3 separate regions of the Zea mays genome follow, and regions 1 and 3 are each linked to region 2. Evidence: chromatin contacts called from public Hi-C data. All regions are on one chromosome and are shown on one strand. Each heading gives the region's core, a stretch centred on a gene start, on an enhancer-like site or on the middle of the called end of the contact. The rest is flanking DNA. Distances are from core to core; before and after follow the strand shown. Region 1 holds the start of LOC100284304 (60S ribosomal protein L9-like). Region 2 has its middle 24 kb from the start of LOC100272976. Region 3 holds the start of LOC100284797 (glycoside hydrolase, family 28).

Region 1 (3,588 bases), core at 676-3,175, 550 kb after region 2:
TCCCCTTCGTCTTTGTCTTTCGCGCAGCCGCCTTTGCCCTATCACGCCCCACTGGTCGGGGCACTTCCTCCTCGGTGTCTTCAGTGCCTCCAGAACTATATTCACCAGAGACTCCGAGTCGGGTTCTCTTATTCGCAGTCGAATCAGATCCACTACCAAGACCATGCTTTGCTGACCACTTGGGCTCGTGGCGAACAACTTGCCACCATTTTCCTCAGCTTGGTTTTCAGATCCAACAGATAAAGGTGCAACTGGAGGAGGTGCTCCATACGTAGGTGGAGCATATGGATGAAGTGCTCCATACGGAGGTGGAGCATATGGAGCATAAGGAGGTACTCCATACGGAGGTGGAGCATATGGAGGAGGGGCGTATGGAGGTATCTGGAAAGAAGCTTGACTTCCGTCCGCAGCAGGTGGGGGAGGGGCATACGGACGTACCGGGAATGAGGCTTGAATTCTGGCTTGAGAAGTTGAAGGTTGACTATATGAAGACAACGGATATTGATACAAATGATAGGGATAAGGGTATGGTGGTGGACGTGCAGCCGGAAATAATGCACGGGGGAGTGAGGCTAAAACATCGGAGCGACGATGTAGTGAAGAAGACTCATCTAACAGAAGGGTTGTAGGTGACCCATCGGACTGCAAGAGATCCGTGAAGGTGTTCAAATCTGGGGACCAACCCGACATTGTGTGAAGAAAGAGGAGTTTGGAAGAGAAAAATGAGATGAAATGGTGTGTAGAATGAGCTCCACCTGGGTAGGGGTATATATAGAGGGATTGGGGATGAAATTTGTGATTTTTTGCATTTTTTTCGAATTTTTTGGACTCCAAACGGTCAAAAACGGCTAGTTGCAACGGCTAGCACACGTGGACCAATCGGATCGCGACACATGGACCAATCAGATCGCGCCACGTCGCTCTCGCCCCGCCAGTGCCTCGCCTCCCTCTCGCCCGCATCTCGCCCGGGCGGGCGCTCCAGCGCGGGCGAGAGCGAGGCGATACCGCCCGCTCTCGTCGGGCGCGAGCGCCATCGCCCGGCGCCGGCCTCTCGCCCACCTCTCGCCCGCGCGCGAGCGGCAGCGGCCTCTTCTCGCCCGCGCTGCAGCCCGCACTGCCACCAGCCTTAATACACATCTTCCTATTACAGGTGGGCTTAATTGGTGACCCACTGTGGGCCGAACACAGCCGGGTTTGCCTTGCGCACCCTTCCGCTCCTGCGTAGCCTATCAACTTGCACATCATCGTGCTCCTGTCTTGCTTCTGATTCAGCAAGGTAGTGTTTGGTTGAAGAGCCAAGTAGAACGGAGCCGTTCTGTCCTAGTTTTGTTGCTGTTTGGCTACAAAGTAACTAGAACGGAATGACTCCAATTAGGGAATATTCTCCTCAGATCCGGAACCATTCCGCTCCAAAAAAATCAACCGGACGGAGCCGCTCCGTTCTCATCCCGCTCTCACAGTCACGCTCTGTTCCGTTCACTCTGCAACCAAACAAAAAACAGAGCCGCTCCGTTCCAGATTACCAAACACAGAACAGAGCGACTCCGTTCCTAGAATCAGGAATGGAACGGCTCCGTTCTACTTGGCTCCTCAACCAAACACTACCAACTGAAGAAGCAGTGCTGACAGTGTGTGTCTGCGACTCTACTTCCAGGAGCTCGCTGTGTGTGAATGTCGTCGGTCGAGAACACGATGGCGATGAGTGACGCGACGTGAACCTCGAAGGAGTAAGGTACAGCGAGTGAGAGTGAGAGGGCGCCCTTGCCAAAAGTGTGATCTGAAGCCCAGCCGAGTGACCAAGTAGCATTACAGGCCCACCTGACCACTTGACCAGCAAACTGCAAACCAACCCTAAAGCCACCGATCCGACGGCGGGGATCGACCGATCAAACCACAAAACCCTACCCCTGGCCGCCCCTTTTTTATATAAAAGGATCGCCCTCCGCGCGCCGCCGCTCCTTCGCAAACCCTCCTACCCCATTCCGCCGCCCGCCCCGCGACCCCGAGGAGGAGGCAAGATGAAGACGATCCTGGCGTCGGAGACGATGGACATCCCGGAGGGCGTCACAGTGACGGTGGCGGCCAAGCTGGTGACGGTGGAGGGCCCCCGCGGGAAGCTCACCCGGAACTTCAAGCACCTCAACCTCGACTTCCAGCTGCAGGAGGGCGGCCGCAAGCTCAAGGTGGACGCATGGTTCGGCACCCGCCGCACCATGGCCGCCATCCGCACCGCCATCTCCCACGTCCAGAACCTCATCAAGGGGGTCACCAAGGGCTACCGCTACAAGATGAGGTTTGTCTACGCCCATTTCCCCATCAACGCGTCCATCACCAACTCCAACACCGCCATCGAGATAAGGAACTTCCTCGGCGAGAAGAAGGTACACCCTACACACATATCTCTGTTTCGTGCGTGCGTCGAAGCAGATCAGATCTGGGAGGTTGCGATGTGTTCTGACCTGTGTCTGTCTGACTGCTTGGTGGTGATCCCGGGGTCGATCAGGTCAGAAAGGTGGACATGCTTGACGGCGTGACCATCCTCCGCTCCGAGAAGGTCAAGGACGAGCTTATTCTCGATGGCAACGACGTCGAGTTAGTCTCTCGCTCCGCCGCCCTCATCAACCAGGTGAATCCCGGCTTGCTTCGCTCATCATCTCTTACTATTACACATGAACCATTACATATGAGGTTGCTGCTGCTATATGCAGTGTCTGGTGTGCTTTGATGTGGTAGATCGTGAACCTTGCATTTATAATTGCTCTGCTATGAAGCAAGTGCCGCTGTTTAGTTAGTTAAACCTTAGCATTCCAAATAGTTAAACCTTAGCATTCCGATTGGAATGCCGACTTGCCGAGGTTTAATCATATTGGCTGCCCTTAAATGTTAATGAGCCAGGTGGTTTTGGCTTCAAATATGTAGGCATATCACATTTTTAAGGTGACATGGCATTATCTAGTGCGCCAAGATCAAATACAAACAAGAACTCAAGCACCGTCTTATATGTAAAGATATATGTCCATCGTCCATCCATTTGTTAAGCAATTTTTGTCTATGGTTAGTGTGCTCTCAACAAGTCAGTAGGCATTTTATAGGCTCGCTGTGGGTTGTATTTGGTAATACTGACCACCTCTTGCTCATGCCATGATATTTTACACATGGCATGTCTTGGTTCTTGTTTGTGTTTTGATCTTTGATTTGATCTCAAGTACATCATTTGTTTTTACTAGCTTTGTCTTTCAGATTTTGCTGTTATATAATTCACGTTACTATAGCGGATTGATGTGCTACTGAACATTTTCTCTCCATTTCTCTACAGAAATGCCATGTCAAGAAGAAGGATATCAGGAAGTTTTTGGATGGTATCTATGTGAGCGACAAGGGTGTGATCGAAGAGGAGCAGTGAGGGACAATTAGTTGTTATCGTTTGAGTTGGAATTATTGTTTGGTTTGCAATTTTCTCAAGGTGAACTTTGTAATCGGTTAGGATGTGTTGTGGACCATTATCTTATCCTACAATATTATCGTATCTGTTTAAGAATATGAAGCTTGTTTATCATTTCCTAAAAGGATCTGGTCGACGAGGTTACT
Region 2 (3,593 bases), core at 454-2,953:
TATGTGATGAAATAGCATAGTTTTGTTGTTTCTGCTCAAAGGTGGTGCCAAAGGAGGAGGCTAATCAGGAAACTGTTTGGGGAGGATGTGTTGCCTACCAGTTTAAAACACTAAGCTTTTGTGTGGGAAGATGTTTTACCTCCCTATTTTGTAATAATAAGTTATGCACTCATGACACCCGGTATTGTAATAATACTCTCTCTATATATTTTATTAATGTAAATTATGTTATTGTAATCCGCTTTCGCTATTTTCATACTCCGGCTATGTGTGTAATGTCTGTGTGATGGGTGAAGCGCTCCTGGGCAATATGATGATGATACAGATGACCGAACTTGTCGAGTGATTACATGCATCTACATGGTTGTCCGAGGTCCTTAGGACAAGGTCATCTATAGGTGGGCCTAATACCTTGGGAGGTTCCGTGATAGAGTTCCTCGGTCACTTGTTTGTCTATTCGCGATAATACAAACAAAGAATACAGGGACAAAATTAACATTACACCAAACATAAGAACAAACTGCACAATATTATCCTACGCGTCGAGACAAAACCGTAGGTTCGAGAACCACTAAAATCAGAGTTCAAATGGATAACTTATGAATTTTCTAAAGTTTTTAGATTTATTCTTATACTACAAAGCATTTTCCATATTTTTTTGTTCATATAAATTGACGACATGGACTGCGGGTCATTGTCTCAGTAAAGCTAGGGGTTAAATTGTAAAAATAAGGATATGTTTGTATTAAACCTTGAGTTGGCATGGACGACAGGTTTATTTGAATATTTGTCAGGGGCTCTTTAATAAAATCGCCCAACGAAGGGATATGGGATGATCTGTGCCGCTGGATATGAAGTGGTCGATCCTGATTAGAACTTCTCCTCAACGAATCGGTATGATTCCTGGACCCTCGGATCTGTGATCTACGGTCTGGATTCTAAGTGGTGGAGATCAACTCGTATCCATTCGATCTAGATTCTATGGTTTGGATTAAATCGCGCAAAGGGGTAGGTAAAATCTAATCCTAGCCATTTAGGATTAGATCAACTACGCATACAATCTTGCCCCCCTCCGATCTCCACGGCCATGGCCAGAGCAAACCCATTACGATGCTCCCGACCCCAATCTATGCTATGAACTGTCCTATGTGATGCCCGAGACACGACGAACGTTCTGGTAGAGGACTTACTAGCTATAGCACGGTAGAGAAGGTAGCCCGCGGCGAGGGGCGGCGCCGCGGAACAATCCAACTCCCACGAGCAATTCATGAACCTCCAATGACCTTCGCGACCGATGGTTGGCTTGGACGTGTCCTACGATTATTGGCAAACGTCTGTGACTCCTCCTCGGGCACCGAACGTCAGCGGACGTGGGATGAGGGTGTGATGGCTTTGGTTCTCTCTCTCTGACTTCATTTTGTGGTGGCAGTGGCGCTGGACAAAGGGGTTGCTCGAGCCTCCAGTTTGTTGGGCAAATCGGGCGCGACCCCGACTGACTTTATACCCTAGAAAACCATCTAGTTGGTGCCAAGAAAGCGTAACGACCCCACTGATCCCGGGATGGCGGTTGCAGCACACGGCACGATGCGGTGATGAGATGCCTGACAAGGGGCCCAAGTGCGTGCGACCGGCTATGCGAGGGCACGAGCGTATGGAAATGAGTGGTCACCCCCGCTGGTCAGCCAGCACGAGTCTTGGAAAGACTAAAAGGCTGAGCCAACCTATAGGCGCACCACGACGTGCGGCGGTCGTATGGGCCGGCTAGTGTGGGAGTGAATCTTCTATTGGGACGAAAGCGAGGACTTCGGCCCAGCCAGGGCACTTTCTATTTTTCTTTTTTTGTTTTTGTTTACTATTTTCAGCTTTTGAATGTAGATTCAAATAAAGTTTTGTTTTATCAAAGTTTTCAATCCAATGCAACACATCAAAAGACTCAGCATGAGGTGCAATTATAAATTTTTATTTATCTTTTGCTAAGTAGTTTGATTTTTTAGGCATGAGGATTTATAAAGTGAATAAACAAAAGAACACACATATCACTCATATTTGATATTCCCATTCTTCTATACATTTATATTTTTGGGTATTACACAAGTGCAACATTGTGCGACGCGGACGACGTGTGCCATAACTTACCACGTCCCTGGTCATCCGCGACATGCAAACAACACTCCAACAAGACTACAGATTGATGTCTACGTGATCTGCACTAAATAGATCGGGTCATGCTATCAGCTTGCCTCGACTTGTTATTTATAACCCTCTCCCTTTAACTATAAAAGGGAGAGGGTGTCCCAGTGTAGAGGTTCCCTTTTTAGACATTCCCGCTCTCAGGCTCTCATAGTCATCGTTGTGCTAGTCATTTAGCCACTTCCAAGCAATACAAACCACCCAAAAGAGTACATAGGGTATTACACTTTGGTGGCTCGAACCTCTCTACACAGTTGTCTCCTTCGTGGTGTCCTCATGTTTGTCGTGATCTCTCCCAAGTTACCTGGGTAGGGCCCAACCGACCATGAGAGTTGATATCGTGACATAGCCTAACCCCAGCCGAACCTAAACAGGGGCACTTTCTTGTATCCCTGACTGTCAGACAACGACAGCTAGCGCACCAGATAGAGAGCTCGCTTGGCATGTCTTTGCAACATCTTCATGCCTAGTCGTGAGCCCAAGGTTGTCGGTGAGGACCACAGTAACCACTATGACACCGCGTCTCACAACCCTGATCAACATGCATCCTTGTTGAGTTCATGTTCATGCCTCTGTCCGTGGTCCCAACTCTTGCGCCTTTGGCACACTGGAGCTGGAGCATCGCCCCTAGTTGGGGAAGCGCCACCTAGGTCCTATGATGTCCCATCACACGCCTCCTCAAAAGATCGACACCTCCAACGCCTAGAACCCTGGTGGACCGAGGCCAGGCCAAAAGGCCAGGCATTGGGTCGTCTCTACGGCAGCAATGGCAGGTCCGTACCACTCCATCTATAACATTCAATGTCGCCTCGACTTCAGGGAGCCCCAACAGCGCTAGGCCCCTTGCAGCTGCGTAGCGTTGCTTCATGACCCCGGGCCCAAGCGTAGGTCTTGAGGCCGAGCAATAGAAGCATTGTGTTTGGTACAATTTCTGCTTAAATCTACCGAGAAGCTCTATACCGTCAAACATGCCATGTGTATTGATCACGTGCATCCAAATTATTAAAGGCACCCTTTGTATATACATTTCGTCAAACAGCTTAGCTCATTCGCTAGCATCCAACTGCCCTCATTCAATTTCCTGTGCAGAACACTGGAAACTGATAAATAAACTTCGTGGCTGTCGGAATGGGCCAGGTAGCATGCATGCCCCAGTTGTTACTACTACTACTACTCGTAGTAGCAGCATTCTCCACGTGCGCTTATCTTATAATCATCTCTTGTTACATGATTTATTTTGGTGTACGATTTCTAATAGTAGGATTTCGCATATAAACATCGCCTTCAGTGCACGTGTAGGACTGTAGTGTGGGCGCCCCGGACGGCCGTGTCACCGGTCACGCATTCTTCGTGTCGTCGTTGGTTAGTGGTTACTAGCTAGTACTATATTATACAACTAGAAA
Region 3 (3,303 bases), core at 132-2,631, 670 kb after region 2:
ATCAAAATTCCAGGAGTTAGTCCATTTCGTCCCCAGCTAAGTGGAAAGGCTCTATGTATCTATGGTAGTTTAGACTAGTGAAATAACCCTCTACAAATAGATAGGTGGGTTGTTGTAAACAACCATCTCTTTGTCTATCTCTCTTTTGGCTAGCTCATTTATATTTAGAAAACCCTAATTTCATTCTCTAGTTTTCGCAGTAGTTTAGCCTGAGATCCGCAGATGATTTGACTCTACATGTGTGTCTTTGTAATCTTCACCTCGTCGTTCAAAGGAAAGGTGGCCAGATCCATCCATAGGATTTGTTGAATCATGTGCTCTATTTTGTTTTTGCTGCAGTTTTGATTTGATTTTGTTCTTGCTCTCTTCTCTTTCATTTTCTCTTTGGATTGTGGAATAACCTTCGAGTTCTTGAGTTGGAGATTGTTTTGAAGTTTTTCTCTGGGTTTGATTCAGACCTTATACCACTAAGAAACTCTGGTTGCACAGTTTTTTGGTTGTGGATTGATTTCAAAGGCAAAACCCCAACAAAACCCTAAGTATGTTTGTATTTTCTGATCTGCGATTGATTTAAAAATTCATTTGAATTCAAAATTTGTGGAGACCTTGGAAACTCATTTGTTAAGGTGTGTGTAGAATTTCAGCTTAAGCGGAGTCTGTTTGGTTCAGTTTCACATTCGAAAAATGAATTTGGAGCTGCTGAAAACGGCAATAGATAGCGATACGATTTTGGGCAGATTCGGACTTTTCTGTGCCAGATACACGATATGTTCGTTTTGTTGGCCTTGTGTTAATCTTAAGAATATTTTGAAATAATAAGATCACCGGTTGGCTGACGCGCTTTTGGTTTGAGCAATTTCTTTATCTCGATTGAAGCTAAGTGCATAATTTTAATTCTTAGCAGCAAAACTTGATTGGCTTCCATTTACCTCCATGTGGTCACCTCACTGGTACTTCACACAATGCCAATGCAATGCACCAGCCGACGAAGCACCAACAGCACTTCACCAAATAATATGTATACTACCGAGTATTGACTACTAATTCGCGTGCACCAGCTAACTGAAACTAAAGTTTTTACATAGGAGCCTTCACTAAGCCGATATAAAGTACAAGCAATTAACCTTTTTCACAAACAAGTAATTAAGCGAAAGTTATTAAGAGCGTACATAATTCTTCTGTAGCTGCAAATGACATGCATAAGTACGCCGGACCGGTGAAAAGCGATCAGGCAACCGAAAGAGCTAGTCAGTAAAAGATACATGCTTTACCACTGGTACTGCATTAATTAATGAAGGAGCTAGTGCTGAACAGTGCGGCAAGGACTCCTATAAATTGGCTGCCGTGCCGCTACCATCCAATCCACTCCACTCCATCATCCCGTGCCTCACGAGTCACGAGTCACTCCAGGTCCAGGCTGAGCAGCAATGGCGCCGCGAACGCTCGGCCTCAACGCGGCCCCGCTCCTCCAGGTACGTAACGTAACTCACTGCCCCGAAACTCTCACCGCGTTCGTTCGTGGCGGCCGCGTGCGTGTTCCTTCTTCCTCCTGCGCTAGCTGCGCGGTTCTGCTCTTCAGTACTCCTCTTGTCCTGACAGATCTCATCTAGCTCCCAGCTGAAAGTTTCACGCCTTTCCGGTCATTATGTGCGCATGGAGGTGCTGAAAAGAAAAGTGCCGTCTTTTTGCCTCACAAACCAGAATGTTTTTTTTTTCAATTCAAGATCAGAATTTTTTTCCCCAGTCCACCGAACCAGATCGATCAGGTCATGTATGTGGTAGCAGCCAGTTGTTGATCTGAAGCACACTCCTGTTTCCTGGAACAGATTCTGCGGTCCCTGTGCCTCCTGGCCCTCGCCGCGGCGGCGGCGGTGTCCGGGCGGCGCCACGGGGCCTCCCCGGCGCGCGGCAGCGGGCAGAGCATGTACCTGGCGCCGGCCTGCCGGGCGCACACGGCGTCGGTGGCGGACTTCGGCGGCGTGGGCGACGGCACCACTTCCAACACCGCGGCGTTCCGGTCCGCGGTGGACCACCTGTCGCAGTACTCGGGCGAGGGCGGCGGCGGTGGCATGCTGTACGTGCCCGCGGGCAAGTGGCTGACGGGCCCCTTCAACCTGACCAGCCACTTCACCCTCTACCTCCACCAAGACGCCGTCATCCTCGGCTCCCAGGACGTAGGCGAGTGGCCAATCGTGGATCCCCTGCCTTCTTACGGAAGAGGGAGGGACAAGGTCGGAGGGAGGTTCGCTAGCCTCATCGGCGGATCGAACCTGACCGACGTAGTCATCACTGGCAGCAACGGGACGATCGATGGGCAGGGCGCCATGTGGTGGTCCAAGTTCCACAAGAACCAGCTCAAGTACACGCGCGGCTACCTCATCGAGCTGATGCACTCGGACACCATCTACATCTCCAACCTGACGCTGCTCAACTCGCCGGCGTGGAACATCCACCCAGTCTACAGCAGCAACATCGTGGTGCAAGGCATCACCATCCTGGCGCCGACCAACTCGCCCAACACCGACGGCATCAACCCAGACTCCTGCTCTCACGTCCGCATCGAGGACTGCTACATCGTGTCGGGCGACGACTGCGTGGCCATCAAGAGCGGCTGGGACGAGTACGGCATCTCGTACGGGATGCCCAGCCAGCACATCGTCATCCGCCGCCTCACGTGCGTGTCCCCGACCAGCGCCGTCATCGCGCTGGGCAGCGAGATGTCGGGCGGCATCCAGGACGTGCGCGCCGAGGACATCACGGCGATCAACACCGAGTCCGCCGTGCGCATCAAGACCGCCGTCGGCCGCGGCGCCTACGTCAGGGACGTGTTCGCGCGCCGGATGACGCTCACCACCATGAAGCGGGTGTTCTGGATGACGGGCGACTACAAGTCCCACCCGGACGACAAGTACGACCCCAACGCCGTCCCCGTTGTCGCCAACATCAGCTACCAGGACGTGGTGGCCACGGGGGTCTACAAGGAGGCGGCGCGCCTCCAGGGCATCCAGGGCGCACCGTTCCGGGGCATCTGCGTCGCCAACGTCACCGCCGACCTGTCCAAGTCCAGGAAGTACCCATGGAACTGCGCCGACATCGAGGGAGTGTCGGCCAACGTCAGCCCCGCGCCGTGCGACCCGCTACAGGGCGCGCACGACGGCGCATGCCCGTTCCCGACCGACACGCTGCCCATCGACCAGGTCACAGTGCAGCAGTGCGCATACGACATCCCGGCCACCAACTAGCAGCTCAATCAAGGAGTGTATTCGGATGTGGATCAGCCGCCTAGTACAACTTGTAGTTCAG

What was found. Hi-C and Micro-C count contacts between places; a contact is called where the count stands out from the background.
Region 1: a Hi-C map of leaf shows a contact between it and region 2, with 2.1 times the contacts expected there. The contact joins the promoter of LOC100284304 here to the enhancer-like site in region 2. A contact is called at or near these places in 2 of 25 Hi-C or Micro-C datasets (ear and leaf).
Region 3: a contact with region 2 is called in a Hi-C map of ear, with 2.4 times the contacts expected there. The contact joins the promoter of LOC100284797 here to the enhancer-like site in region 2. A contact is called at or near these places in 2 of 25 Hi-C or Micro-C datasets (ear and leaf).

What each region holds. Positions count from the first base shown.
Region 1 is chr6:65,527,599-65,531,186 of Zm-B73-REFERENCE-NAM-5.0, reverse strand. It overlaps LOC100284304 (60S ribosomal protein L9-like), which reads left to right and starts at 1,925. Exons shown (of 3, transcript NM_001374378.1): 1 at 1,925-2,381; 2 at 2,504-2,626; 3 at 3,317-3,553. The coding sequence starts at 2,019. The coding sequence ends at 3,403.
Region 2 is chr6:66,076,366-66,079,958 of Zm-B73-REFERENCE-NAM-5.0, reverse strand. No RefSeq gene overlaps it. Among protein-coding and RNA genes, the nearest start is that of LOC100272976, 24 kb to the left of the region's middle. Within about 2 kb of position 1,703, at least 16 of the 20 cell types and tissues checked have an H3K27ac peak or open chromatin away from gene starts, as enhancers often do. A contact at or near this core is called in ear and leaf, where this site is marked.
Region 3 is chr6:65,406,032-65,409,334 of Zm-B73-REFERENCE-NAM-5.0, reverse strand. LOC100284797 (glycoside hydrolase, family 28) reads left to right here and starts at 1,381. Exons shown (of 2, transcript NM_001157692.1): 1 at 1,381-1,472; 2 at 1,827-3,303. The coding sequence starts at 1,428. The coding sequence ends at 3,242. It overlaps LOC100381681 (Site-determining protein), which reads right to left. Exons shown (of 2, transcript NM_001174494.1): 2 at 3,241-3,303.